Regions from separate parts of the Mus musculus genome. Here regions 1, 2, 3 and 4 are each linked to region 5. The links are chromatin contacts, called in public HiChIP or PLAC-seq, Micro-C and promoter capture Hi-C maps. All regions are on one chromosome and are shown on one strand. Each heading gives the region's core, a stretch centred on a gene start, on an enhancer-like site or on the middle of the called end of the contact. The rest is flanking DNA. Distances are from core to core; before and after follow the strand shown. Region 1 has its middle 50 kb from the start of Tmem18. Region 2 holds the start of Fam110c (family with sequence similarity 110, member C). Region 3 has its middle 120 kb from the start of Tmem18. Region 4 has its middle 95 kb from the start of Tmem18. Region 5 holds the start of Alkal2 (ALK and LTK ligand 2).

Region 1 (2,701 bases), core at 108-2,607, 250 kb before region 5:
GCCTATGACAAACTGTTCTTTCTTGATACTGTAGGAAGGCAAGGTAGTCTACAGGACCAAGAAAGCCACTTTTCTGCCCCTCTCAACACCTTACAGGCTAAGGATACAGGGAACAACAAAAATTATCAACATGGTCTCCAGCATATTTTTGCTTTGCCAGCTGGGTTTGTGTGAATAATGTGGCCAGCTGCGTGTGAACAATGTATGCAAACAATGTACAAATGAACAAGGCAGTGTGGGGACAGAGTGGGAAGCTCCATTCAGTAGCTCTGCATCAGCAGATGTGGCGATGAAGAGAAGGACAGAAATACAGCGGGTGTTGTTGGGAGCACGTGCTTGATGAGGATGGCAGCCAGACTGGGTAAAATGCACCAGGGGCACTTGCCTAAGTCTTGGGATGCCATCGAAGAGCACCGTGTCTGGGCAGTAGAGGAGAAGTTACTGTGGCATTTTCTTTCTGCTCAAAGCAGATGTTAGAAGCCCAGCCCAGAGCAAGAGTAAGGAAAAACCCCTTAGCCACTCGGAGATCTGCTTTACATCTCTCAACTTATACTACTTTTGCCTCTGTGTCTGTCTGTCTGTCTGTCCAAATGTCTGTGTGTCTGTATTTGTGTTTACACGTATATAAAACATTTCACACTCACACAACAACTCATAACTAAACAGTGGTTCTTTTAAAAGTAGTGAGACAACATTTTTTATTAGGTATTTTCCTCGTTTACATTTTCAATGCTATCCCAAAGGTCCCCCATACCCACCCCCCAATCCCCTACCCACCCACTCCCCCATTTTGGCCCTGGCGTTCCCCTGTACTGGGGCATATACAGTTTGCAAGTCCAATGGGCCTCTCTTTGCAGTGATGGGTGAGACAACATTTTACTGATTGATCTTGCTACATTTGGACTCACTGAAATTGAGAAATCCCTATTTTCCCAGTGTCAAATGGAAACTCTCACTTACTGACTTAAGTATTCATCAATTATGTTTTGTTTTTTTGTTTTTGAGACAGGGTCTCCTGTAGCCCTGAATAGCCTCAAACTTGCTATGTATCAAAGATTGACATCAAACCCATGATTGTTCTATTTCCACCTCTCCCTTCTAAGAGCTACATGACAGGCAGGCATTGCCATTCCTGTGGTCATATGGTCTTCATTTACAGGAGGCAAGGGCTCTACCAAATCATCTGCATTACACTATACTCAGAAAGCCTGGTAAAAGAGTCACTTAAACCCCTGGTGTTTTAGAAACACTTTCTTAAAAGGTTAGTATGCTTGGGGTCCTGTCCCCACCCCCAGGGACTTAACTCTGGCCTCTTCCCTCCCTCTTTCCAGTGATTTTCTGTTTCTATTAAATCTAAGAGTATCTTATTATGGAAACCAAAACACAGTTGACTAAAGAAAGAATACTGCGCCTGCCTTGCTAGAATTGTCCATTATAAAATCAAACTGGCTCTGGGTGTTCTGTTTGTATGGTTTTTTGTTTGGTTTGTTTGTGTGTATTCTTTCCATTATTATTGCTGTAGAACAGTAGATTGAATCCAGTTCCTCACAAATGCTAGGCAAGCACTCCATCACTGAGCCATATTCTCAGACCTCTTTTTACTTTGAATTTTGCCATTGGGTCTTGATGTCCTTAGGATGATGTCATAAAAAAATTGAAAGAATATATTCATTTTTCCCCATTGATTTAAGGAGTAAAAAGACAGGAAAGGTAAGGTCTTAGTACTCAGCTAGATTTTATTGAAAATGAAAGTACACACATACACACACACAACACACACACACACAGGGGCAGGGGAGAGAGAGAGTGAGAGGGAGGGAGGAAGGGAGGCAGGGAGGCAGGGAAACAGACAGACAGAAAGAACACTAAGAGAGAAACTCTGTAAAGTGGGAAGGGGACCCAGAGCTGGAGGATGTTAAGAGAGTTGTTTGAGAATGGGATAAGTTCCCTTTCTCTTCTGGTATTGGTTGGCTTGGGCCATGAAAGGGGATTAGACAATATAGACAAAGACAGAGAAAGTGATTGGCTGTTGCCACAGAGGCCTTTCAGTGAGATTTGAATACTTTTTTCTGGATGGGGAAGGCTAAGTGAAACCCATAGTGGAGGGAATCCACCACATCATTGTCATAGAGAAGAAGAAACAGGAAGCTCTCCTTTTAAAATAGTTAAGTGAAAATTATATTAGTTTACTTACAATCCATTTTTCTGGTCTGTCTGCCTACCAGGGATTGGACTCTAGGTCTCTCAGACTCACTAATTTACACATGTTGATCTTGGGCTTACTCTATAACCCAGGCAGAGTTTGAGCTTGAAAATTGTCTGCCTTAGCCTCCCTGAACTACCAAGTTGGACTATTCCTAGCCTTCTGAACAGAGGGATGTAGTCCTGGTATCAAATTGTTAGGTACAACAATGCATGTCAAAATTCACAGGATAATGCCATGCCCACTCTACTTCTCTGCTACTGAGTCAGTCCCAGGCTGTTCTCATCACAGGCAACACAAGGTTTCAGAACTCCAGGCAGGGGCATAAAGAAAACACCCAGGCTTCTGTCTAGAGTATATATGGTACTTGTACAGAGGTTGGTGTCATATCTCTGCTTCAGCACAAAGGAGGTAAGACTGGGAAATGGTTACCCATAAAACTATGTAGCTGAGACTTTCTAAGTTCCAGAACCACAAGATTTTCATGTACAACCACGA
Region 2 (2,733 bases), core at 57-2,556, 190 kb after region 5:
TATATTCTCTTTATTTCTCTCTGACCCTCATAAGTTATTGAGTACCGACCCAATTTCCAACAAGGAAAAAAAAAAGGTATCTCATTTCCTCATTTCCAACCAGACTATGTGGACAGTCTGACTTTCTGACTTTCGGCTGACTTGGGTCCCCACGTGGTTCTCCCGTGGCTCACTAAACACACTTGCTATGCGCCTCTCTTTTTAGGAAGGCTTCTCTACCCCTCCTGTGGTACAATGGCACTCAAAGCTCTTTTCCAGAAAGAATTGGACTAAACCCTGCAACTGTATGTCCAGAGCATTTAACTGCAGCTTGGACTGGTCAGCACGACCCAAGACCCAAGACCGCCCCCACAAAGGAGATAACGTGAGCATTTCACTTGTCTGGCAGATACTTTCAGTCTTCTGTCCAACTCTATGATCGATGGAATTTTGGAAATATCTTCTTAAGCTTTCTACAATCTTGGGCTGATTTCCCTTGTTGGCAAGCCCTAGGTTTTCTAATCACCAGGGTTGATTCTTACAGGTGTTAGGGTTTTTCTTAATAATAATAACAACAACAATATGGTAATGAGACTTGTGGCACCAGCCAATGACTTGTGGATTTAAGTCGGGTCTCAGGTGGTTCTTGGGTTCTGTCAGCCCACACTAATCTTGACATGGTAAATGTTTTCTTTCGTACCCTATTTCCTCCAAATCGTACAAAAAAAACTACAGAAATAAAACGGAAAATTTCCAAATGTAATGAGGTCACTTTAAGAATTAAAAGGACATATTGTTTGTGTGTATGTGTAAAGGTGGATGCGGGGGGGCTGGGCGGAGCGCTTCTTTCTGACCCTTATCTCTGGACTCTTGAGCCCCCAGTAAAGAAAGACCTCAAAGACTCTGAAAGCTAGAAGGAAGCCTGAGATGCCTGGCGCTGAGCAAGCAGGCTTGGTCCCTCGCAGCCTCACCTTGTGAAACTTCCCCACCTTCCAGAAGAGGGAGTGTGGGGTCGGGGGACGGTAAGACAGAGGAGAAGATTTGCGAGTATTGGCTGGAGACAAGGGATGTTTGGATGTAGTAAGTAGGAAACAAGAGATAGGGCACCTGACAGGAGGCTGGGGGTGGGGTTGTGGGTTCGTGCCCGGGAAACCAAAAGGTAAGGGGCGGGGACAGCAGGTGTAGGAGGTTCAAGTCCTGGGTGGGAGGAGCCAGCTGGCGCCGGAATGATTCACCTTTCCCAGCCACTCTGGCTCGCCCCAACTCCGGATCTGGGCGGAGGGGCCGTAGGGCGTGTTTCCCCACCCCTTGCGGACTTCGGAACGGACTCGGGCAGGGTGGCGCCGGAACTTAAGTAGTCTCTACTGGACACCAGCCTGGTGGGTTCGAGTCCTGCAAGAATGCGCGCCCTGCCGACCCTGGACTCGCTTGCTAGAATGCGGCCACCTCTCGGGGACCCCAGGGCAGCGGAGGACACTCTCACCCCGCGGCCAGCGAACAAGAGCGCTGTGGAGAGACTGGCAGCGGACCGCGCCAAGTATGTTCGCAGCACGCTGGGATCTAGCCGGGGTCCTGTATCTGAACACAGGGTCCCTGAGGCCCCAGGGGTGCAGCACCGCAACCCGATCCCTTCGGCTCTTGCCCCAGCTCCTGTAGCACGCAGGGCTATCGCTCGAAAGCCTCTGAGACCTGATTCGTTGGTCATCTATCGGCAGAAATGTGAATTCGTACGAGGGTCAGATGCAGACTGTTCCAGAGTGGGACTGATGAAGAAGTTTTTCCAGGGGTCTGGCAAGGACAAAATGGCAGTGGCCCCTGAGACGACCAGGGTGGCGGATGAGGATAAGACGACGAAGGAAACAGAGGCCACTTGGACTAAGTCGAGCCAGGCAGCAGCCGCCAGACCAGCCTCTATGTTACCACCTCCAACCCCTGTTGTAGCCGTGAAGTCCCCAGCTGAGAAGACCAGGGTGGCGAATGAAGATAAGACGACGAAGGAAACAGAGGCCACTTGGACTAAGTCGAGCCAGGCAGCAGCCGCCAGACCAGCCTCTATGTTACCACCTCCAACCCCTGTTGTAGCCGTGAAGTCCCCAGCTGAGAAGACCAGGGTGGCGAATGAAGATAAGACGACGAAGGAAACAGAGGCCACTTGGACTAAGTCGAGCCAGGCAGCAGCCACCAGACCAGCCTCTATGTTACCACCTCCAACCCCTGTAGTAGCTGTGAAGTCCCCAGCCTTGCCTTTTGAAGTGGCTCCCAGGGTTCCTGTCGGATGCTCCGGTGTGCAGCTGCGGGTGTCGCGTAGCAAAGGATTGCAGCGCTCTCAGTCAGATCTCAGCTCCCGCTACTCGATAGCCAAGGCTGAGTCCGACACCTTCTTCAAGTATTGTGGCCTGGACCCTGACGTAGTGGAGGCTCTCGGGAGGGAGAACTTTTCTGCTGGATCCGACTGTGTTACACTCAAAGTGCGTAGCGTGAGCATGGCTGCTTCTGATAGTAGCTTTTCCAGGCACAGCGAGGACGGGTTGCAAGAAGAGGAACTCCTGGAGCAGGTGCCTAGCACCACCTCGGTAGTAGAAAGGAACGCCCGTATCATAAAGTGGCTGTTTACCTGCAAGAAGGCCAAAGAAACCCCCAGCCAGAAATTACAGGGACCTGCCTGATTGACATCTGATCCAGGTGAGTGCCAGGAAGCTGGAAGGTGGGGTTTGTGTTTATGCGTGCTGCTGGCTAAGCTGGGTGCTGGCCAAT
Region 3 (2,700 bases), core at 193-2,692, 180 kb before region 5:
CAATGGACTAGGCCCTTGATCACTAATTGAGAAAATGCATTACAACTGGATCTCATGGAAGCATTTCCTCCAGGGAAGCTCCTTTCTCTGTGATATCTCCAGCTTTTGTCAAGTTGACACACAAACCCAGCCAGCACATGACCCCAGTAAAACTGTCCTTTAAACATAAAAAGGTAAGAAAGGTTTTCTGAAATGGAAATAGATGGATTTGGTGTCTAGAGATATTTCCAGTGTTGAGTGCTTCAGAGAGAAATAGAACAATATATGTCTGAATCTCATATTATGTGAAGTAAGTCTCTTAAAGGGGGGAATTCGTGAATGGGAATTTTATGCAGTGGAACTATTCTGCCTGATACTGGATGGTGGATATATGGTATTGTGCATCCATCAAGACTCAAATGGTTGTGATCTCTGTAATACAAACTATGCACTTTGGATAGTAATAGTGTCCATTTTGAGCCATTACATGCTATAATTACATGTAGCCCATTAGAGTGAAGACTGTAAACTGTGAGGCCAGAGGACTGTATGAGAGCACTGTGCTGTCTGCTTGATTCCCTGCAAATCTAGGGCTGCTCACCAGGAGGTGGTGGTGCACATCTTCAGTTCCCACACTTGGGAAGCAGAAGCAGGAGGATCTTTGTGACTCTGAGGCCAGTCTGCTCTACAGAGCAAATTCTATGAGAGCTAAGGTTACACAGAGATCCTGTCCTGAAAACCAAGGTGTGTGTGTGTGTGTGTGTGTGTGTGTGTGTGTGTGTGTGTGTGTCTGCTCTAAAAGTAAAACCTATAACTCTTTAAAAATACATATATGATACATAAGGGCTTTAATATATTTTATTTATGTATTATTCCCAAGGATAATTTATATCAGATGATCTTTGTTCTAGGAACTCCAGGATATTATAAATATTCCTGTGTCTCAGAGAGAAATCCCTGACTTTTGTGCTCCATAGTTCTGGCATGCCAGTGCCCACATGTCTACAATACATGTATATGTGCGTCAAAGGTTCAGGACCTTGAGAGAGTAAATTATGTAATATGTCAGAGATATCTTGCTGCAGAAAAAAATGATGGGGCAATTTTCAAAAAAATATTGTAATATCCACGTGGAAGCACTTCATCTTCGTTGAATTACATTTAAATATCTCTTCTATTCGGGGAGTGGCCAAGGGGGTCTGGTGGAACATTTGGTGATTATTAGGCTTTGGGAGCTAAATTATAAATCTGGCTTCATCACTGGTGGGAATGACAGATGGGCTTAGATACATATGTCCTTGCTACCCACATTGAACTGCTACAGACTTAGCAAAAATCATAAACTTCAAAAATTGCTTTTAGCATAATAAAGCCTGATTACATATGCAGAAGGACTCAGGCTGCTTCATCTACCCCAGGAATATGAAGGATAAATAATGTCCTCACAGAAAGAGAGATCTGGGGTGATACTTTTCAGATTGTGGAGCGGAAGCCCTGAGGAAAACTGCAGAACTTGGAGCTCAAGTCTCTGTAGCTCTCCTCCTATTCTTGCAAACGGCTCCCTGGCCTTTCAGGAATGTTCCCTGGGAAGTCCTGTCCCAAAGCAGAGACACAGAATATCATCTCAGGGATTTTACCCATGGACCATACCTCAGGCTCAAGATCAGTTTCAGAGCTGGGTGGAAGTTGGCACAGTGGCTTTTGACCCCAGTCTCTCCCTTGTTGCCATGGCAACAAGCTCCATGACTGAAACTCATGTGTCTGTCTCCTACATCTGCTTCCTTCTCGTCTCTTGAAAACATTTGGAAAACATTACTATGGTGCCTGACATGTATGTGGAAACTCTGCACCCCTGGAAGCACGCAGATCCATCTGCTCCCTAAATGTATAGGTTAAGTGCAATTATCTACAAACTCTCTGCCTTTTAGCAGCTGTAGAGAAAAGGACTGAAAATGATTGAGTAAATCACCTTCTTTTGCTAATAAGAAAAACATAAAGATGCTTCACATGTTTGTTTTCTCGATAATACAAAGGATTATTTCACTGTGATTTTAGTCTCAGACTCCTACAAAAGCCTACATTTAATCTTTTATCTGCTGTGCTTGTAGATTGAACCTCATTACACACACACATTTAATAAACATCAACTTCTAATATAGCAGCTTATCCCTAGAGCTCTTATTCCTCACTATTGCTGACCATGATCACAACCCCACTAAATAAGACCCTTATTGCCACTGTGTCCTGTGAACACAAGCTGGTGACAAATTGTGAAGGCAAACGAGCTGACTACAAGAAGTCACTGGTGTTTGAGGTATCAACATATGTTCTACCTGCTGCTTGGTGCCCTGGGAAGCCAGTGGAACTCACTCTGAGCAGACCGTGGGAACCCTTGTTTTCATGAACCCAAGCCACCCTCAGTACTGAGCACATGTAGGCCACCTGCTTCTTCTGATGTTCATTACAGATTGGGCCAATGGTTCTTTAATGTTGCAGTGTGGTATGGCTCTGCAAGCAGCCCCAGGACGAGTCCTGGAGCAGCTCTTTCAGGTGATGGATTGATATCACCATCCCATCACATATTAGGCTCAGGTCATCTCAGCTGCTCCAGAGGAATGGAAAGTTGGAGCATCGTGGAGAGAGTCAAGACCTTGAAACTGCATCCTGATTCTCATCACACTGGAAGCTTTCTAGTTTTTCTACAGAGCACTGAATGGAATG
Region 4 (2,700 bases), core at 70-2,569, 210 kb before region 5:
CCTAGAGAATATCACATCATCAACATTATTAAATTTCCCAAGCCATGAGTGTTAGGGATCCTTTTATATATTTGTATTCCCTGTAATTTTCCTCAACAATGTTCAGTATCTGTTTATTACTTAAATCTTGTAGTTGTAAAATTAAGTGTTTCATTAATTTTGTACTATCTTTATAGAGTTCTTAAAATTTCCACTTTGTTAATTTATTTCTTGTTATTACCATATTTGTATATTGGTATATGAAGATTGTGTCATGAAATCTAATTTTTAATTTATCATAGTTTATTTTTAGAATTTTATTTTTTTAAGATCAGATTATTTGCAAATAAACATATCTCCCTCTGGTTTTTGTTTGTTTGTTTCTTTTTGACCTGTATTACTATTTTATCAGGAAACAGTATTAAATGCTGTCAATTGTTTTTAATCTTTGATGATGTGTCATATGATTTGTTTGTTTGTTTGTTTGTTCCATGTTTTTAATCATATGCTGTGTTTTTCTGAGTTTAGTATGTCAAGGCAACTTTTCAGTCTTGGGATAAAGCGCACTTCCACTTGGTGTGGACTTTCTCTTGTATGCTGCTGCATTTGATCTGTAACCACTGAGGAGGGCTGCTAATTTTCATGAAGGAGATTGTCTATAATTTTTAACTACTTCTAGTGCCATTCCCTGGTTTGGAGAGCAGAGCAATATTGGCTTTAGACAACTTTGGAAATGTTTCTAAACGTGATACTTCTTTGGAAATTTGGGGGAAATTTTGTTTTTAATTATTCTCAAATGCCCAGTAGAATTCATCAGCCAAACCCAAACCAGGAGAAATGTTCAGATACTAACTCAGATCTTTATTTTTACTAATTCTGTTTAATTGTTTAAGTCTGTATCTTTATTCTGTCTTTTTAGAAATATGCCCACTTAATTCCGTTTATCTAATTTGCAGGCAGATAGAAGTTTGTAGTAAACTCCTCAGCCTTCTCCCAGTCCCTCTGATCTTTCATGATCTTCCTTTCTTTCTTAATTTTATATAAGATTCTAGTTTTTTCTTGTTTTATCAAGCAGGTTTGTCAATTTTGATTTCTTAAGAAAAGAATGCCTCTCTTATTACTGAATTAATCCCCAAAGTAAATCTTTATCATTCCTTTTTTAAAAAGTGATTTCTCAATATTGAATTTGCTTGATACCAGCTCCAATTTCAGACAGTGGAACTTGAAGTTATTATCTGAAAATAAGACATTTTAAGGCCAGAGAGAGTCCTCCCTGGACCGCCCAGCCTCCAACTGGCCCATGCCTCAGGCCTTCAGCCACCATCCTGAGAGGTACAAGTTTCTGTTGTTCATCAGCCAGCCAGTGTGTGGAATGTTTTCTGTAGCAGCTGGAGCTGATTAAGGAAGGGTCTGGAGTCTCTGACTATTTATTCTCTTCTTTATTCATTATTCTCCCTTTCTCTTCCTGGTCCTCACCACAGTGATGTGTCCTCAAGTGGATATTCTTTCTTCTACCAACTGAAGCGTGTAGTCAAGTCTCCTTAGTGAAAATTTTAGCTTAGCTCTTCAACTTTTCAATTGCAGAATCACATTTCTTATCACTGATTTTCATAGTATTACATTTGGGGAACCATTGATCTCCCCCGCACATTTACTGCAGAATTCTCTAGACAGGATGGTCTTGAGGTCCCTTCCAGCCTACTTTACTTAGGTCATCATCTTGTGAGTACACAGCTGGCCGTTCTCAGGCTAGTCTCTTCTTGGCAGTTTGTCTTCCTATGTTAGGACGATGCATACTTCAAAATATGTGTCAACTTGGGAATCATGCACTCTAGTCCTAAGGTTGCTCTTATAATCAGCTTTTTGAGTTACAGCTCGTTTGCCAGTTACTTTTTTAGTCTGATTCTACAAAGTTTGCATGCCTGGGTGTGACACCAAAGTCATACTGTGTTACATAAGCTGTCAGCCAATAACTGGGCAGAGAATCTGTTATATTCTTTATTAATAAGACAAGTGGCCAATGAGCCACTATGTATAATGAAACATACCTTTGAGCTTTGCCTATTGCAACCATCCCTAGGCCTTTCTTCCTCCTCTGTGGTTCTAGACAGTAACTAAAATTGAGAGACAGATCTTATTAGATCTCATTTCTGAAGTGAAAATTGACCAACGCATTCACGCAGCCCTCTGTATCCCAGGAAATAGGAAATGCTTTTTTCAGAATCTTGTAGGCATCTTGTGCCCAAGTCTCTCTATCAAAACCTTTGGATGCATTATCATCTTCACAGGTTAAGACAGTTGTAAACAATGTCTACCAATTATTCTAATAAATCCCCCAGAAATGAGGCAGAAAAATTCCACATATATTTAAGGTTATTTGGAAATTTGTTTATAGACTTTGCCATGAATTTAAACAACATCAAATTTAGCTATCATTTTTTTCTAATGTATCTTGATTTTGAACTGTGGAAGAAAATTGTTTTCTTATTCTACATTAAAGGGTAATAAGCTTATATTTCTGTCTAGTACACATATGGTTTAAATTTTAAGAAGTTTTTTTCCTGATATACTTGTAGTTTGTTTTGCACAATGATGGGGGATGAAAGGTACATATCATTCCGTGACTGGATGACTAGTAGTTATCATATATTATAATATTATGAAACTGTTTATGAAGGAGTCCTTCCCCACTTCCAAGATGTAAGATATTATCTCTATCAT
Region 5 (2,700 bases), core at 186-2,685:
CACGGTGATTAGTGGTGCATAGATGTGCAGATACCAGAGTATGGTGGATGCTGACCTGCTAAAGGAGAAAGCAGATGGACAGTTGGACTCCCTATTGCCAGAAGAACTTCACGTCCCTTCTTACAGGGATAGAGAAAAGGAGGGAAGGAGAAGTATCCCATCTTATCTGCTTGAGATCTGTTTCTCAGGAAATCTTCCTTCGTCTTGCAATGCATTTCATCAGGATCCTATGTCTTTCAACTATATTGCATGCAACAAAACTAAATAAACTGGGGGGGGGAGCCCTAAACTAAAGCTAAAACAAACAAACAAACAAAAAACCCAAATTTGAAAATCAAATTGTTAGGGTCTCCCATAGCTCGTGGTCCCACTCTACCAGGCACTTGATCTGCTAGGGAAAGAAAACCAGTGAAAGGAGGGAGAAGGTGGTGGAGAGGGGAAATGGAGTTAGAAGTCAAGAACCGTGCAGAGCAGGGGCTGGCACACAGTGATCCCTTGCTCACCCTTGGCCAGTGCAGGTGCGCACCTGTAAGGCACTGCATCTTCGCAGCAGCCTGAGCAACTGCGGGTTAAAGATCAAGGCTTTTAATGCTTGCCTTCTCCCTTTCCGATGCTGTACTAAGAACACCTTTCCCCGATGTGATCGCCGACTTGGAGGACTTCCAGCTCCTGCCCAGAAAGCACCAATGAAATGGGAAACTGTGCAGTTGGTAATACTTATCACAAGAGGGAAAAAAAAAAAATCAGGCAAGTAAATTGCTGAGCCCTTGCAAATGTGCCTGGCTATTTCCAAAAGATCAAACTTTCTTAAAGATGCAGCTTTGAGTGGCAAGAGCTCTGGAGCCAACCAGGCCCCGGGTCCAGCGTGGTACAGCAGTGTCACTGCTCTAAGAACCTTCGTAGGCTGCTTGGGTCCCTCCAAGTGAGGGGCTTTCTGCAGGGCGCTCCTGCTCCCATCATCCTCTTCAGAACCAGAAACCTGCCTGTATTCAGCAGAACCCTTCTTCAGAAAGTCCAGACTCTAGATGACACTCAATGTTGAGGCAATCAAGCAGCTCCTTTTAAATAGCCCAAGATCTACATTTAGACAAAAACAGATCCCAGTTCCCGGTAAAGGCGTTTCTGCTCATCCTGTCACTTGTGACAGGAACGGAGGGAAACAGACTGCGGGAGAGGGAGACAGGAGAGGCAGAGGAAGGACAAGAGAGGGGGAGACCAGACGCGGGTGGAGACGTGAGGGAGGGGCGGAGACTGAAGACTGGGCCTGGAGGGGACAGGGGAGGGGATGAGAGAGCGAGAGGCGGAGGGGCCTGACGAATATCCGCGCCCCAGAGCGGCGCTCCGTGGTTCTAATTAAAGCGGCGCTCGGAACCCGGGGGACCCGCCTGACGTCGGCGGCCGCGGGAATAAGAAGCGCCCGAGGACAGCGGGACTCGGAGCAGCAGGGTGAGCGCTGTCCCCGTAGGAGCTGCGCGTCCTGTGTCCCTGCGCTGGACAAGTGGGGCTGGAGCTCATCAAGTAGTGTCGGGACTGGGGGACCGAGGAGCGCGGCAGACGCGGGACCTCTGGTGATCAGGTGCCCGAGGACGACGCGGGATCCACGGCGTGGGCGCAGGTGCCCGAGGGCAGTGCGGGGCCCACCGCTGGCAGGTGCCCGGACCTCTCAAGTCCAGGGCTGCCCATCTGCTCCGCGGCTCCGGACCTCGGCAGCCCCCGGGGCGTCACCTGTGGCCTCGCATCTCAAAGAGGTGTCCAAAGACCCCGCGCGCCGTCCCCGCTGTGAAAGAAAGTTGTGCGGCGGGCTCAGGCTGCGCCTGGACTCCGCGTGCGGGAAACTTGGGCGCCGGCTGCTGGGGCGGCGGGTCCCAAGACCCGCGACACAGGCCACCAGGGCCATGCGCGTGTCCGGGCGCCCGATGCTCCTTGCGCTGCTGCTACTGCTGAGCACGGTGGGGGACCGGGGACGAGCGCAGTCCAGGGGGCCTGCAGACCGGCAAACGCTGCTGAGGTTGCTAGTTGAGCTGGTCCAGGAGCTGAAGAAATTCCACATAGGAGACTCCAAGAGGTTGCAGCTCCTTGGCGAGTCCGACTTTGCCCTGGGCCGCAGAGAGGCCACGGATTATGGGGCAGACCAAGAGGAGCAGAGAGTGGGTGAGTGTTCCTCGGTGTAGAACTGGTGGAGGGCTTAGAGTGGGTGAGAATCCAGCAGTGTAGACCATAATATGAAAGAGAGTAAGGGGCGGGGGGTTCTGGCAGCGTAGATTTTGAAAGGCAGAAAGTCTCAAGAGGTGAGTATCTGGCAGCGTAGACTGTGGGGTCAGAGTGTAGAAGAGGGAGCCGTAGCAGTGTGTATCTGAGGAACAGAGTGGAGGAGTGTCCCGCAGCAGTGTAGACCACAAAGTACAGAAAGTTAATAAAATTGAGCTGTGGCAAGAATGGACCAGTGGAAAGTGGATGAGGATCCGGGCAGTGTAGACTATGAGGAACAGAAAGTGAGTATCCCAACAGTGTAGATCTGAGGGGGAGAGAGTTGGTAATTGGTGGGTGTCCAACAGTGCCAACCTACAAGGTAGAGAGTGAATGAGGGCCAAGGCTTTGGACCACGAGGACTGGAAGGGGTGGGGTCCTGAACACGTAAACAGAATTGATGAGACTGAGTCTTGACATATGGACCTGAGAAACCAAGGATGTTTGATTGCC

Evidence for each region. Promoter capture Hi-C pulls out the DNA fragments that hold promoters and counts their contacts. Hi-C and Micro-C count contacts between places; a contact is called where the count stands out from the background. HiChIP or PLAC-seq counts read pairs in DNA pulled down with a chosen protein or histone mark.
Region 1: an H3K27ac HiChIP or PLAC-seq map of SST interneurons shows a contact between it and region 5, with 9 times the contacts expected there. The contact joins the enhancer-like site here to the promoter of Alkal2 in region 5. A contact is called at or near these places in 3 of 39 promoter capture datasets (the HPC-7 cell line, cranial neural crest and second pharyngeal arch cranial neural crest), 1 of 484 Hi-C or Micro-C datasets (cortical neurons), 9 of 115 datasets of contacts at active chromatin or transcription factors (SST interneurons, craniofacial prominence, embryonic hindbrain and 5 more) and 3 of 9 other capture datasets (adipose tissue, embryonic stem cells and pancreatic islet).
Region 2: a contact with region 5 is called in a Micro-C map of embryonic stem cells, with 2.4 times the contacts expected there. The contact joins the promoter of Fam110c here to the promoter of Alkal2 in region 5. A contact is called at or near these places in 1 of 39 promoter capture datasets (liver) and 2 of 484 Hi-C or Micro-C datasets (both in embryonic stem cells).
Region 3: a contact with region 5 is called in a promoter capture Hi-C map of hippocampal neurons, with 2.8 times the contacts expected there. The contact joins the enhancer-like site here to the promoter of Alkal2 in region 5. A contact is called at or near these places in 12 of 39 promoter capture datasets (the 3T3-L1 cell line, 3T3-L1-derived adipocytes, cranial neural crest and 7 more), 20 of 484 Hi-C or Micro-C datasets (the HPC-7 cell line, adipose-derived mesenchymal stem cells, cardiomyocytes and 11 more) and 4 of 115 datasets of contacts at active chromatin or transcription factors (PVALB interneurons, SST interneurons, forebrain and 1 more).
Region 4: a contact with region 5 is called in an H3K27ac HiChIP or PLAC-seq map of SST interneurons, with 6 times the contacts expected there. The contact joins the enhancer-like site here to the promoter of Alkal2 in region 5. A contact is called at or near these places in 5 of 39 promoter capture datasets (the 3T3-L1 cell line, 3T3-L1-derived adipocytes, cranial neural crest and 2 more), 2 of 115 datasets of contacts at active chromatin or transcription factors (SST interneurons and stem cell-derived neural progenitor cells) and 1 of 9 other capture datasets (liver).

What each region holds. Positions count from the first base shown.
Region 1 is chr12:30,632,739-30,635,439 of GRCm38.p6, forward strand. No RefSeq gene overlaps it. Among named protein-coding and RNA genes, the nearest start is that of Tmem18, 50 kb to the left of the region's middle. Within about 2 kb of position 1,358, at least 8 of the 459 cell types and tissues checked have an H3K27ac peak or open chromatin away from gene starts, as enhancers often do. A contact at or near this core is called in SST interneurons, where this site is marked.
Region 2 is chr12:31,072,662-31,075,394 of GRCm38.p6, forward strand. Fam110c (family with sequence similarity 110, member C) reads left to right here and starts at 1,307. Exons shown (of 2, transcript NM_027828.2): 1 at 1,307-2,661. The coding sequence starts at 1,380. The coding sequence ends at 2,645.
Region 3 is chr12:30,702,674-30,705,373 of GRCm38.p6, forward strand. No RefSeq gene overlaps it. Among named protein-coding and RNA genes, the nearest start is that of Tmem18, 120 kb to the left of the region's middle. Within about 2 kb of position 1,443, at least 6 of the 459 cell types and tissues checked have an H3K27ac peak or open chromatin away from gene starts, as enhancers often do. A contact at or near this core is called in PVALB interneurons, hippocampal neurons, second pharyngeal arch cranial neural crest and 1 more, where this site is marked.
Region 4 is chr12:30,677,697-30,680,396 of GRCm38.p6, forward strand. No RefSeq gene overlaps it. Among named protein-coding and RNA genes, the nearest start is that of Tmem18, 95 kb to the left of the region's middle. Within about 2 kb of position 1,320, at least 2 of the 459 cell types and tissues checked have an H3K27ac peak or open chromatin away from gene starts, as enhancers often do.
Region 5 is chr12:30,882,889-30,885,588 of GRCm38.p6, forward strand. It overlaps Alkal2 (ALK and LTK ligand 2), which reads left to right and starts at 1,436. Exons shown (of 5, transcript NM_001159743.2): 1 at 1,436-2,151. The coding sequence starts at 1,896.